Linked DNA regions of Pan troglodytes: region 2 is linked to region 1. The links are chromatin contacts, called in public capture Hi-C maps. All regions are on one chromosome and are shown on one strand. Each heading gives the region's core, a stretch centred on a gene start, on an enhancer-like site or on the middle of the called end of the contact. The rest is flanking DNA. Distances are from core to core; before and after follow the strand shown.

Region 1 (6,048 bases), core at 1,638-4,137:
GCTAATTACTCTTTTGGCTGGGGGCGGGAGGACCGAGAGCTCTCCCCTTTACCCCAGTTAAAGAGTTTGGGGATGGAATTTGAGAATTAAGTAATTAAAAAAAGAACAGCATTTGAAAACTGAGGCTTGTGTTGGGGACAGAGAGGTGGGGGCAGTGACCACTCTCTTGTGGTCCAAAGCCGGGGCGACTCCAAAATGTCTGGAGACTCCTTCGTTCAGGATGTGGTTCTATGGCCCCAGCGAGGCCGTACAGAGCCTCGGGCTGAGCTGGGGGGCTCAGGCTGCAGTTGGGGGTCTGACCTCTCCGGTGCACAGGACTGCTTCCGGGTGTCGATGTGCCCCACTTCCCGGGTTGCTTCTGCACTTAGTGTTCACGTTTACTTAAGTAATTAGATAGCTTCTTAGCGAGAGGGAAGTGGGAATGGAGCAGAACTGGAATTTGAAATACTACCACCTTCCCAGCTGCTTCGAAAACTAATCAACGAGGCCTCTTTGTGCTCAGCTACTGAATTTTAAAAAAATGGTATCAAGAAGTTACAAGCCAGGATGGGAGCATTCTGTTGTGATTGTGCACAGCGTGGGTTACAAAGTGGAGTTCTGAAAGTTTTACCCCTCCTAGGGGAATTCCGTTCCCCATCTCCCCACCTACTACTCCTTTGCAGCTTCAGGGTCCTGCATTTGTTGGGGTGGGGTATTTTGCATTAGAGTTGAAGATTTTGCCCGTCCAGGGCATGGCTATGGGTGCCGGGACTGAGAGACAGGAAGGAAGCATTGGAGAGCCAACCTAGATAAGGGTAACTAGTAACCCTCTGCTGTGGCCAGTATTTACCCAATGCTGAGAAAAAGTCCTCATTTTCGGTTTATTTTTATGGATTTAAGCTGTCTACCAAGTAGTTAAAAAGTAGACCAGGAATAGCCTTGTAGAGTAAAATGTGCTTCTTGAAATTCTTTGCTTGCAGGCAGGCAGATCAATAATCACCATAGGTAAAACAGAAAAAATAATGCATTTAAAAAAAAAACAGAGAAATGATGCTGTGACTGTTTTGTTATTTTACCTCTTTTTGGGGGGCAGACCTCTTGAATGGGCTCTTTATTGTAACTCTCTCTTCCCAATTGAGCTCCCCACGGTGCCGTTGTATCTTTTTACAGCCCCTAACAACTCACACCAGTAACACAATTACCTCCAGATATTTACAACAAGAAATTACTTTTCTATTTCCTCCACTCACCCAAAAGACTTTTTTTTTTTTTTCCTTTGGGAAAGGTAGGGAGGTGTTCGTACGGGAGCAGCCTCGGGGAACCCTGCACTGGGTCAGGGCTTATGAAGCTAGAAGCGTCTCTCTGTTCCCTTTGTGAGTTGGTGGGTTGTTGGTACATTTGGTTGGAAGCTGTGTTGCTGGTTAGGGAGACTCGGTTTTGCTCCTTGGGTTCGAGGAAAGCTGGAGAATAGAAGCCATTGTTTGCCGTCTGTCGGCTTTGTCGACCACGCTCACCCCCTCCTGTTCGTACTTTTTAAAGCAGTGAGGCGAGGTAGACAGGGTGTGTCACAGTACAGTTAAAGGGGTGAAGATCTAAACGCCAAAAGAGAAGTTAATCACAATAAGTGAGGTTTCGGATAAAAAGTTGGGCTTGCCCCTTTCAAAGTCCCAGAAAGCTGGGAGGTAGATGGAGAGGGGGCCATTGGGAAGTTTTTTTGGTGTAGGGAGAGGAGCAGAAGATAAAGGGTAAGCAGAGTGTTGGGTTCTGGGGGTCTTGTGAAGTTCCTTAAGGAAGGAGGGAGTATGGCCCCGCAGCCCTCCCAAACTGCTCCAGCCTATGCTCTCCGGCACCAGGAAGTTCCAAGATTCCCTTCCCCTGGTCTCCAAACTTCAGGTATTCCTCTCCCCTCACACCCCCTCAACCTCAGCTCTTGGCCTCTACTCCTTACTCCACTGTTCCTCCTGTTTCCCCCTTCCCCTTTTCCTGGTTCTTTATATTTTTGCAAAGTGGGATCCGAACTTGCTAGATTTTCCAATTCTCCCAAGCCAGACCACAGCAGCCTCTTTTAAAGGATGGAGACTTCTGTGGCAGACGCCGCTGAAAATGTGGGTGTAATGCTGGGACTTAGAGTTTGATGACAGTTTGACTGAGCCCTAGATGCATGTATTTTTCCTGAGAGTGAGGCTCAGAGAGCCCATGGACGTATGCTGTTGAACCACAGCTTGATATACCTTTTTCTCCTTCTGTTTTGTCTTAGGGGGAAGACTTTAACTAGGGGTGCGCAGATGTGTGAGGCCTTTTATTGTGAGAGTGGACAGACATCCGAGATTTCAGGCAAGTTCTGTGGTGGCTGCTTTGGGCTCAAAACCCACAAACAGTCAAAACAAACTATTTCAGTATGCTTCTTCACTATAGTTCAGATAGAAGAAAAAAATCAAAATTGGGGCATCGCTTCTACTGATTAAAGGGTTAACTGCTAAAGAATGTAGGGGAAACAGATTGGGGTTATTCCAGTACTTTGTTTCAAGCCCCAAAGGGTAGATTTTGTATGCACTGCAGGGCAGAGCTGGGTGACCCTCAGATCGCCGCAAGCGGTTGAGTGGATCAATTCCTAAAGAACGGAGATTCTCCTGTCCTAGCCCCAGGTCCACCTCGGTTGGGAGTTCAGGCCTACCTGATGCAGCTGCCCGGGGATTAACTCCTATTTTCTTGCTAACAGAGCCCCATATTCGAGCCCCGTGGAATCCCGCGGCCCCCAGCCAGAGCCAGCATGCAGAACAGTAAGTGCCTCTGGTCTTTCTGGGACTTCGGGCTCGGGGTGCGCGGACCCGAGGGTCAGGGGAGGACACAAGGGCTCGCGACGCCCGCGCTGGCCCGGCCGCCGACCCACTGAGGCCCGGGGACCTGCGGCGGCTGCTCCCCCCTCCGCGCCCGGCAGCCCGGGAGGGGAGGGCGTTTGCTTGGCTTTTCTCCATACTGGAGAAGCAGGGGCTGGGCCCTTAAGAACAGCCCGCCCGAGTTTTCGAAGCTGCGGTAGAGAAACCCCATCCCCCCCAAATCCTGTAACTCACACCCCCTCCCGCCCCTGCCCCGGCTCTGACCCCGGAGAGAGGGGCTGGGCTGATCAGGGCGGGGCGAAGTCTTCTCCTAGTTGAGTGAGAAGGAGGCCCCTTTGGGCTTAGCCAAGACTGAAAGTCTCCACCAACCCAGCGGGGTTGGGGGCTTCTCTCCCCAAGTCACTCTCAGGGCAGCTCCTCCCCTCCTCACCCCACCTACGGGCCTAGAAGGGATGGGGAGAGGAGCCCCCAGGCCTGCAGCAGGGTAGGGGTGGTAAGCTCGCTGTTACAGGGCGCGGGAGAGAGCACGGTTTACTGGGTCTGGTAAGGAGGTGCCCAGGAATTGGAAAATCCCTGCCCTGGCAACTGCAATTGCTTGGGTCCTGATAGTCCCAGGCCCAGAGCGCTTTTGATACTTATGGCCCTTGTACCTCCCTGCTTTCCTCTGCCCAGACCCCGTGGGGTCCCACCCACCTTCCTGTTCGTGGTGGGTGCTGGTACGCGGCAGGGCTAGTCTAGAGCTCCGACCTGGGAGCCTGGAGGCCCAGCGAAACCAGGCCCGGTTTGAGGTTACGGTTGAGGCACACGGCGTCAGGGCTCAACTGAACTCGAAGTGTGGAAAGGCCCGGGTCTTCTAGCAGCCTGCCCTGGCCGAACCACAAAGGCTTAAGAAGGGTCCCCAGCACCTTATCCATCTGTTCTGGAAACGCCGGTCGCCCCCTGGTGCTTCCGGAGCTGGTAAGCGCGTAGCTGAGGAAGCGGCACAAAGGTGGCGAGCTTTGCGGGAGTAGTTGTGCAGAACCTGCCGGACCCCAGGGCTTGGCCGGTAGGCTCGCCTTCGGCGGCTGGGTTCTCCCCTTGGAGCTCAGACTCCCCAGCCGCAGGCTGTCTCTCGGGCGGGCCCCAGCCAGGGCGCGCAGCCCTGAGCGTTTGTCGCTGCGGCCCGGCTGGCAGGCCCCGAGGGGCGCGGGGTCGCGGGCCGGCCCGCAGGGCTTTGTGCCGCTCGTTCCCGGGTGTGCGCGAGGCGCGGAGCATCCAAATTGACACCATATGTTTTCCTATTAGTTGCTTCGCGGTCGAGTTCTAGGCGCATAATCATCGCCAGTGGGCGAGAGCGCCAGCAGTCCCTAGGGAAGGGACACAATGATTGAGGCTTAACCTCTGAAGGGGAATTTGGAGCTGCGCTTTCTCTCTGCCATTTCGATGCTGGGAGTGGCGCTCTGGCCCTGGCGTCTCCTGGGCAAGCACCAGCGGGCGGTAGCTGCGGAGGTGGCTGGCACGTTGTTATTTTTTGAAATGAGTGAGGAGGGAGGTCTAGATTTAGGCGGCCTCACGCGCCCGCCTTGGCATTAGCAGACTGGGAATTGCCGTGGCTATGCCCGAAGTTTGGAAAGTCTCTCTCGGTCTCTTTCTGGGACAGCCTTTCTTTTTCCGGGAAGCTCCCTGTGCCTAGAGGTGGGGCTCTGTAGCTGGAGGGGTAGATGGAACTTGCGAAGCAAAGGAAGGCAATAAAAGGAAGTTAGGAGAAACCGGAAACGTGGGCCAGGCCTTGCTCTGTTGGAGAAGCGGTGTCCCCGCAAAGTCCCTGCTTGCGCTGGTCCCGGCCGGAGCCCAGATCCCCCAAACGCCTGTCACTTCTCATCGAGTTGAGGCTCAGGCCCCCACCCGCGCCTCGGTGAGGGCCCCCCTTAGCCCCAAGCCTTCGGCTACCCTGAAAACGCGGCTCCCCTCGAAGGGGAAACAAGTGCAGTTCAATCTCGTCTGAGTGATCTACAAATAAGGACGGAAAGGGTCGTTTTATCACTGTCCCGTTTGTCGTGACGATGCAATTTCCCGGAGCGGAGCACTGTCACAAAGTGACAAGGCTGCCACAAGCGCCCCGACTGATCTTTTCAATTAGCCTTCCATGCATGATCCGGAGCGACTTCCGCCTATTTCCAGAAATTAAGCTCAAACTTGACGTGCAGCTAGTTTTATTTTAAAGACAAATGTCAGAGAGGCTCATCATATTTTCCCCCCTCTTCTATATTTGGAGCTTATTTATTGCTAAGAAGCTCAGGCTCCTGGAGTCAATTTATCAGTAGGCTCCAAGGAGAAGAGAGGAGAGGAGAGGAGAGGAGAGCTGAACAGGGAGCCACGTCTTTTCCTGGGAGGGCTGCTCTCTAAGTCGGGGCTGCAGGTTGGAGATTTTTAAGGAAGTGGAAATTGGCAAATTGGCTTTGTGTGTCTGTGGTTTTTGGGGAGGGGGACTACAAAGAGGGGCTAACTCCCTCTCCCTATTCTCTAAGGTTGGACCACAGGGATGAGGTTGTGAGATACAAAGATAAAGGACGGATGGGGAACACTATGATGTGGTCTTTTTCTTTTCTGTTTTTGATTTTTGCTAATATCTATCCTTGGCTAAGGGGAGGGCGGAGTTCAGCGGCGGAAATAAAGCGAGCAGTGGCTGGTGCGAACCGACTCCCGGCTCTGAGCCTTACTTGCGGTGGCCGGACTTGTCTGTGGCTGAAGCCGAGCCCGGGCTCTGACTCTCACGTCTGCACTGGAGGTGCGGAAACCTGGACTGGGGTTCGCCAGCCACAGACTGGCTGCTCTGGTTGTTCTCTCCTCTTCCTTCTTCTATTCTAACCAAACAAAACCCAACTAGATGCTTGTGCCAGGCCTTGGCCAGTTTGGACGGTGATGGAAACATTTCTGGATTTTAGCGTCTAAGGGAGCACTCAAGGGCTGTAAGGTTTGCTATCACTGTCCCAACACTGCAGAGACCTTGAAGGTTCAGTGTGGGATCTGTAGAACCCATGGTTTGCGGTGACACTCAGAGGGGATCTTTGGGAGATTTATAGAGCCGGTTCTTAGCGCTTTGTGGGTTCAGAGGCTGGCTGCAGTGTTTATGAAGAGGGGCAGTGGGCTGGGGACACTGCTGGGGTTATGGCTGTAGTGAGGTCCATGTGTACTTGTTCCTTGGCATGCGTCTGACTCTGTGTTGCTGCTGCAGTACAGTGGGCAGGGGCAC
Region 2 (6,048 bases), core at 1,004-3,503, 150 kb before region 1:
TGGCGCTGTGTCACTTTCCTACTCCGGAGCTTTTGTTTTCTGCGGGCTGCACGCTGGAGGTGGGGAGGCCAATTTGAGCAGAGCCTGTCGCCAATTTCCCTGATTTGAAATCTCACTCTCTTCTGTCACTTCCTTCAAATGAGCTGGGAGATGTTCATCAGATGACAGTCCTGAAAACGAGCCAAAACTGTTCTCTTAATCCCATCTCAAGATGGATTTGAAAAGGGTGTTTCCAAACAAGGAGCAGATTTCATGTGTCAGAATTACACTCACGCTGACCTCTTGGTTTTCAAAAGGAGAGAGGAAAAACACACCCAAACTCTCAACCACCTTGTAAAAACTCGGGTGATCATCGGGCCATGGGCTCAGGCCCTGTCCACAAGGAGGTACACAAATGCCCATTCCCCGGGAAATCCCAGGGTTAGCTGGAGGATCTACATCTCTCCTGTGCACCACATCTCTCCAGGCCTCTGTGGACTTGCCGGTCCAAGGTGGCCCACCTCCTGCCGCCCTTCAAGAGGCTTCTCTCTAAGGAGCCGAATGCTCAAGGGCTCATGGCACTGCTGACATTTTGACATTTGCACATCAAATGAGCTGTACACTGACTTATCAAAGGAAGAATCACCCAACACGGTGATGCTTAGGCCTGCAAGGGAACCTCAAAGAACTTCGTCTGTCTCCCAGTTTTCTAGATGAGAAAATTGAAGCCCAGAGACAGGAAGTAAATCTCAACCTGGTAAATGGAAGAGCTGCAAGTAGCTCTCAGAATGCCCTGGCCGGGACAGCTGCCACCGCCTTAGGATAGAGTTTTAACCCTGAGGCACAGGAGGAGGAATGGAGCTTTGGAGTCAGACAGGCCTGGTTTGAATCCCAGTGCTTTAAGCATATTTGCATGACCCTGGGAAAATCACTAAATATTTCTGAGCCTCAGTTTCATCTGGAAAATGGGACAATATACAATCTGATCATGGGATTGTGATGAAGAGTAAATAAAATAACATACACGTAGGTTTCCAACATATGTTGCTTCATCCTTGTTTATTTTTTTGTTTTTTTTGTTTTGCTTTGTTTTGTTTTGGTGTTATTTTAACCCCAATCGGAGAAGCTGGTTTCAGGTTGGGGCTGACCCAATGGTAGGCACGCAGGCACCTTAAGAATCTAACTGTGCTCTGTAACTATCCTGTCCTCAGACCATCAAGCTACCTTGATCTTGGCTTGCAAATGTGGAGGACTGTCTTTTCTGTCTTTTGGGATCTGGAAACAAAGTTAGCCTTAGGCACAAGGTTTTAGGAGATTTGGGAAGGCTTACCATTCCTAAACCTTTCTCTTATCTTTCTAACGCCCATCCCTTGGCAAACATGTGTGTCCTCAATGCATTGAGCAAATGCTGTAATCTGGGCACATATCTTTCTTTTTTCAACAATCAAATACCCCCATGAGTGTGATGGTGATACCAACACCTTAGCATGAATTTTTTCAATTAGATTGCTTTCTTGCTAATGTCTGCATTAAGGAGATAGAAATTTTTATGAGGATGAGAGAATGGCTGAAAAATAAGGGATGTAATTTTTAAGCTGAGCTAAGGGGGTACCCCAAGAAGAAGCCTGAGCAGCAAGATGTAGCAGGCAAACAGTGTGGATAGAGAAAGAACACTGCAGGGAAATTCAGGGATCCAGAAATAATGGCAGGAGGGCTTCAGAGTTAACCTCATCAACCTGGAAAGTTTAGTGCAGCTGGTGTCTATGTGGGTGAGGTGACTCAGGACTACTGAAATGCCTCAGTCCACCCCGTCCCCACATACATAGCATGTGTAAGGGCCTGTAGAAACGCCCTGAGCTTGGGCCTGACTCAGTGACCTTCCTACGAAGCCATGAATTTAAACTCTTCCTGACTCAGATAAGGCATGTTTCTGATGGCTGACTTGGAGGAAGACTTTCATTCAAGCCTCAGTTATTTCACTCTATGCCAGGATAGGGAGGTGACTGAGACCCTCAAGAGAATCCCAGGCCATGAGAGTATCCCGGATCTCAAGAGGATCCCAAGCCAATAGATTCCGGTTTCCATGAGAGTACAGTGACATGTGTAGGTGACCTCTCCTCCATAAGAGAGGAGTACATGTCACGGTACTCTCATGGAAACATCTTCCCATAGCCTGAGAGGCCCTGCCTGACCCAGGCTCACCACCCAGCCCTTTCTGCAGCTCTGATCCAGCCAGGCTGGGCTCTTCCTGCCTGACCTTGGGAACTGCTGCACCAGCCACTGCCTCTGCCAGGTACGCTCCTCCCCATGGTCTTCACAGGGTGCGCTCCTTCTCATCATCCAGGTCTCAGCTCAAAGGTCACCTCCTCAGAGAAGTCTGCCCTGCCCCACAAACCCAATGCCGCCCCACCCACCCTTCACTCCCTCTCTATAGTGTCACTGGTCACTAACTATAAGCTTCGTGAGGGCGGGAGCTGTTTTGTCTCCACAGCTACATTCCAGCACACGATGAGAAGACACTCAGGAGGCTGGCAATAAAGACTGCTTTCTGAATGGATGGATTCCTCTCTCTCTTCACTCTCCCTTATCTGTTCTCTCTCCTACTTTAGTGGGGTTGCTGTTGTTGCTGTTGTTGTTGTTGTTGCTTTTGGCTAAATCATGCTCAGATTTCCAAGTGTAAAATAAGGTTGTTTTCCCTCAAGGCAGATATTCTTTCCAGCCACTATATCTTTTTCTTTCCTTCACATCTAAACTCCTTTCACAGATCACCCTCACTGCTCCAGCTCCACCGTGCCTCCTGCTCACACTTCAGCAGCTCATAATGGGGCTTCTTCCTTCACCCCTAGGCTGATAAGATTCTCATGAGAAGGGTGTCTCCAGTAGCCACACAAGTTATACACTACACAACTCCAGGGGTCACCATCCCACAGACGAGGGTGTAGACGACTCCCCCTGGGGGTGTGCAGTGTGCACAGCCATGCCTGGCCACCTTGCTCGGGATCTATCTTAATCACCAACCATCTCCCTTCCTCAGGCTTGAGTCTCCTTGATCTCCTGGCAACACAACACTGTTGATCCTCTCCTCTCTGACCTGATGAAGTGCTACATTCTCCTGGTTTCCGCTCTACTCCTCTAAGGTCTCCCTCCAGCCTCCTTTCCAAATTCTTCTTGCTACTCCCTCTTGCTAACTGGGTGTTCTCTCAGACTCTCGCCTCAGATCCACACAGCCTGCCTCAGAAATCTCCACCACAACTCCCATGGTGTCAACTCCCATGGTGTCAACAAATGACCTGCCTCTTCCCTTGTATTAGTCCATTCTCACACTGCTATAAAGAATACTACCTGGCCGGGCGCGGTGGCTCACGCCTGTAATCCCAGCACTTTGGGAGGCCGAGGCGGGCGGATCACGAGGTCAGGAGATCGAGACCATCCTAGCTAACACAGTGAAACCCCGTCTCTACTAAAAATAGAAAAAATTAGCCGGGCGTGGTGGCGGGCGCCTGTAGTCCCAGCTACTCGGGAGGCTGAGGCAGGAGAATGGCGTGAACCCAGGGAGGCGGAGCATGCAGTGAGCTGAGATCGGGCCACTGCACTCCAGCCTGGGCGAAAGAGCAAGACTCCGTCTCAAAAAAAAAAAAAAAAAAAAAAAAAAAAAAAAAAAAAGAATACTACCTGAGACTGGGTAATTGTAAAGGAAAGAATTTTAATTGACCCACCGTTCCGCATGGCTGGGGAGGCCTCAGAAAATTTGCAATCATGGCAGAAGCAGGCACCTTCTTCACAAGGTGGCAGGAGAAAGAAGCATGAAGGAGGAACTTCCAAACACTTATAAAGCCATCGATCTTGTGAGAACACACTCACTATCATGAGAACAGCTTGGGGGAAACCACTGCCATGGTCCAATCACTTTCCTTCCTCAACACACGGAGATCACAGGTCCCTCCCTTGACACGTGGGGATTACAATTGGAAATGAGATTTGGGTTGGGACACAGTGTCAAATCATATCACCCCTCCTCACACACTGGCTGGACATCTCCACTTGACATGAGGGAGACTTCAAAAGCCAACTCTACCTGATGCCCAACCTTCCCAGGGTCTTGCTCTGTCTGGACCAGTATGGGGGCCATAATAGTAAGAATGTAGCAAGATGTGGCACTGGGGATGACGCTGGCATCCTGTATCTGGTAGAATCCTTCCACAGCACCCCTTTCCCCATAACTATCACCCAGGCCCACCTCATGCATAAATAGTTCCTCACGCTAAATGCTGGACTGGTGAAAGGGAGAGGAAAAACCCCCAGCTGAAACCGTCTCTGCTCTGAGAGACGGCCTGATTCCAGGGACTTCTCGGGTCACTGACACTCTTCACTGAGGAGGGGATCTGTCCATAGAGACATTGGAGGGAGCCAGCTCTGACAGGTACAGAATAAAGAGTTGGCAGGGACAGTGAGCATTTCAGAGAGAAGGAGGGAACCCTGACAGCCGCCTGACCCAGGAGTCAGAGCCTTCTATTTACACTTGACGTCCATTGAGGATGCATGAGGAGAATGAGCACAAGACAAGAAAAGGGAAGGAAAAAGAGGGGGCAGATGCTTGCCCAGGCACCCACCTGTCAAGCTGTGGAGAAATAATGCTAGAGTCGGGAGCTGGGTCTGGGCCTTGCTGCCTCTGTCCTGGCTGAGGGCTGCCCAAGTCTAACAGGCACATGTGATCCTTAAGCTGTGGCTCACTGGTCTCACATGGGAGTGGGCAAATTGCTCCCCAGAGACCATCTCAGTTGCTTCTGAAGCACTTCCCATTTTCGTGCCCCTCATAATTAATAGAGGTCAAACCTCAAGGCTACTGTACCTTTTCTGTATTTTTGTTTTTGAGTCTGTGGAAGACAGAAAGGGAGCCAGGGCTACCCTTGTTTCCTTTATGTTTAAGGACTTATCTGGTTTTTACTGGACCCTTTCCAGAGATGGTACTACTTCCCAGGACAGCGGGTGTTTTCTATCAGAGTCCTTTCTGGACTCTGGAAATTCATCTCTTGCTGTACTGGGGTAATGTCCCACATGCCTGGGACATTCAGCCCTGAGAGAGCTGCACTGTCTACAGCAGCTGGACACACAGCTCAGTGACCAGCTCAAACCCAGAAATTCCAGTGAGAGGGAGCAGGTCTTACTGGAGTAGAGCCATGCTTCATTTGGTTAAGAGGCACAGCCAGGTACTTAAGCACAGCGCTACTCAAAGTTGAGCCTATGCACTGTGCCATAGATGGTTTGCTACTGCACCATAACATGGCAAATAGTTACAAAATATGAAGGTGAGCAACTAGAGACCTTTTTTAAAATATGGCAGACACACATTTAATATTTTCATAAATTGCTAAACAGTTTTCTATGGTACCATTGGAATAATTTTACACCCCCACTAGTGATGTATGAAAGTTTCTATTTTTCTACATCCTAATTAACATTTAGGTATTTTTTCAGTCATTTAAAAAAATTGTCCACAAGTTATTGGGGTACAGGTGGTATTTGGTTACTTGAGTAAGTTCTTCAGTGGTGATTTGTGAGATTTTGGTGCACCCATCACCCAAGCAGTATACATACACTGAACCATATTTGTAGTCTTTTATCCCTTGCCCCTCTCTCACTCTTCCCCACAAGTCCTCAAAGTCCATTGTATCATTCTTATTCTTTTGCGTCCTCATATCTTAGCTCCCACATATCAGTGAGAACATACGATATTTGGTTTTCCATTCCTGAGTTACTTCACTTAAAATAATAGTCTCCTATCTCATCCAGGTCACTGCAAATGCTGTTAATTCATTCCTTTTTATGGCTAAGCAGTATTCCATTGTATGTGTGTATATATATATATATACACACACACACACACACACATATATATATATATATATATATACCACAGTTTCTTTATCCACTTGTTGATTGATGGGCATTTGGGTTGGTTCCACAGTTTTGCAATTATGAATTGTGCTGCTATAGACATGCATGTGCAAGTATCTTTTTCGAATAATGACTTCTTTTCCTCTGGGTAGATACCCAGTAGTGGGATTGCTG

What was found. Capture Hi-C pulls out chosen DNA fragments and counts their contacts.
Region 2: a contact with region 1 is called in a capture Hi-C map of stem cell-derived neural stem cells, with 2.3 times the contacts expected there. The contact joins two enhancer-like sites. A contact is called at or near these places in 1 of 7 Hi-C or Micro-C datasets (stem cell-derived neural progenitor cells) and 1 of 1 other capture datasets (stem cell-derived neural stem cells).

What each region holds. Positions count from the first base shown.
Region 1 is chr9:35,802,615-35,808,662 of NHGRI_mPanTro3-v2.0_pri, reverse strand. PAX6 (paired box 6) reads left to right here. Exons shown (of 14, transcript XM_054662190.2): 3 at 2,237-2,313; 4 at 2,699-2,759. The coding sequence starts at 2,750. Among named protein-coding and RNA genes, the nearest start is that of PAX6, 12 kb to the left of the region's middle. Within about 2 kb of position 2,887, at least 6 of the 24 cell types and tissues checked have an H3K27ac peak or open chromatin away from gene starts, as enhancers often do. A contact at or near this core is called in stem cell-derived neural stem cells, where this site is marked.
Region 2 is chr9:35,951,741-35,957,788 of NHGRI_mPanTro3-v2.0_pri, reverse strand. No RefSeq gene overlaps it. Among named protein-coding and RNA genes, the nearest start is that of RCN1, 140 kb to the left of the region's middle. Within about 2 kb of position 2,253, at least 1 of the 24 cell types and tissues checked has an H3K27ac peak or open chromatin away from gene starts, as enhancers often do. A contact at or near this core is called in stem cell-derived neural stem cells, where this site is marked.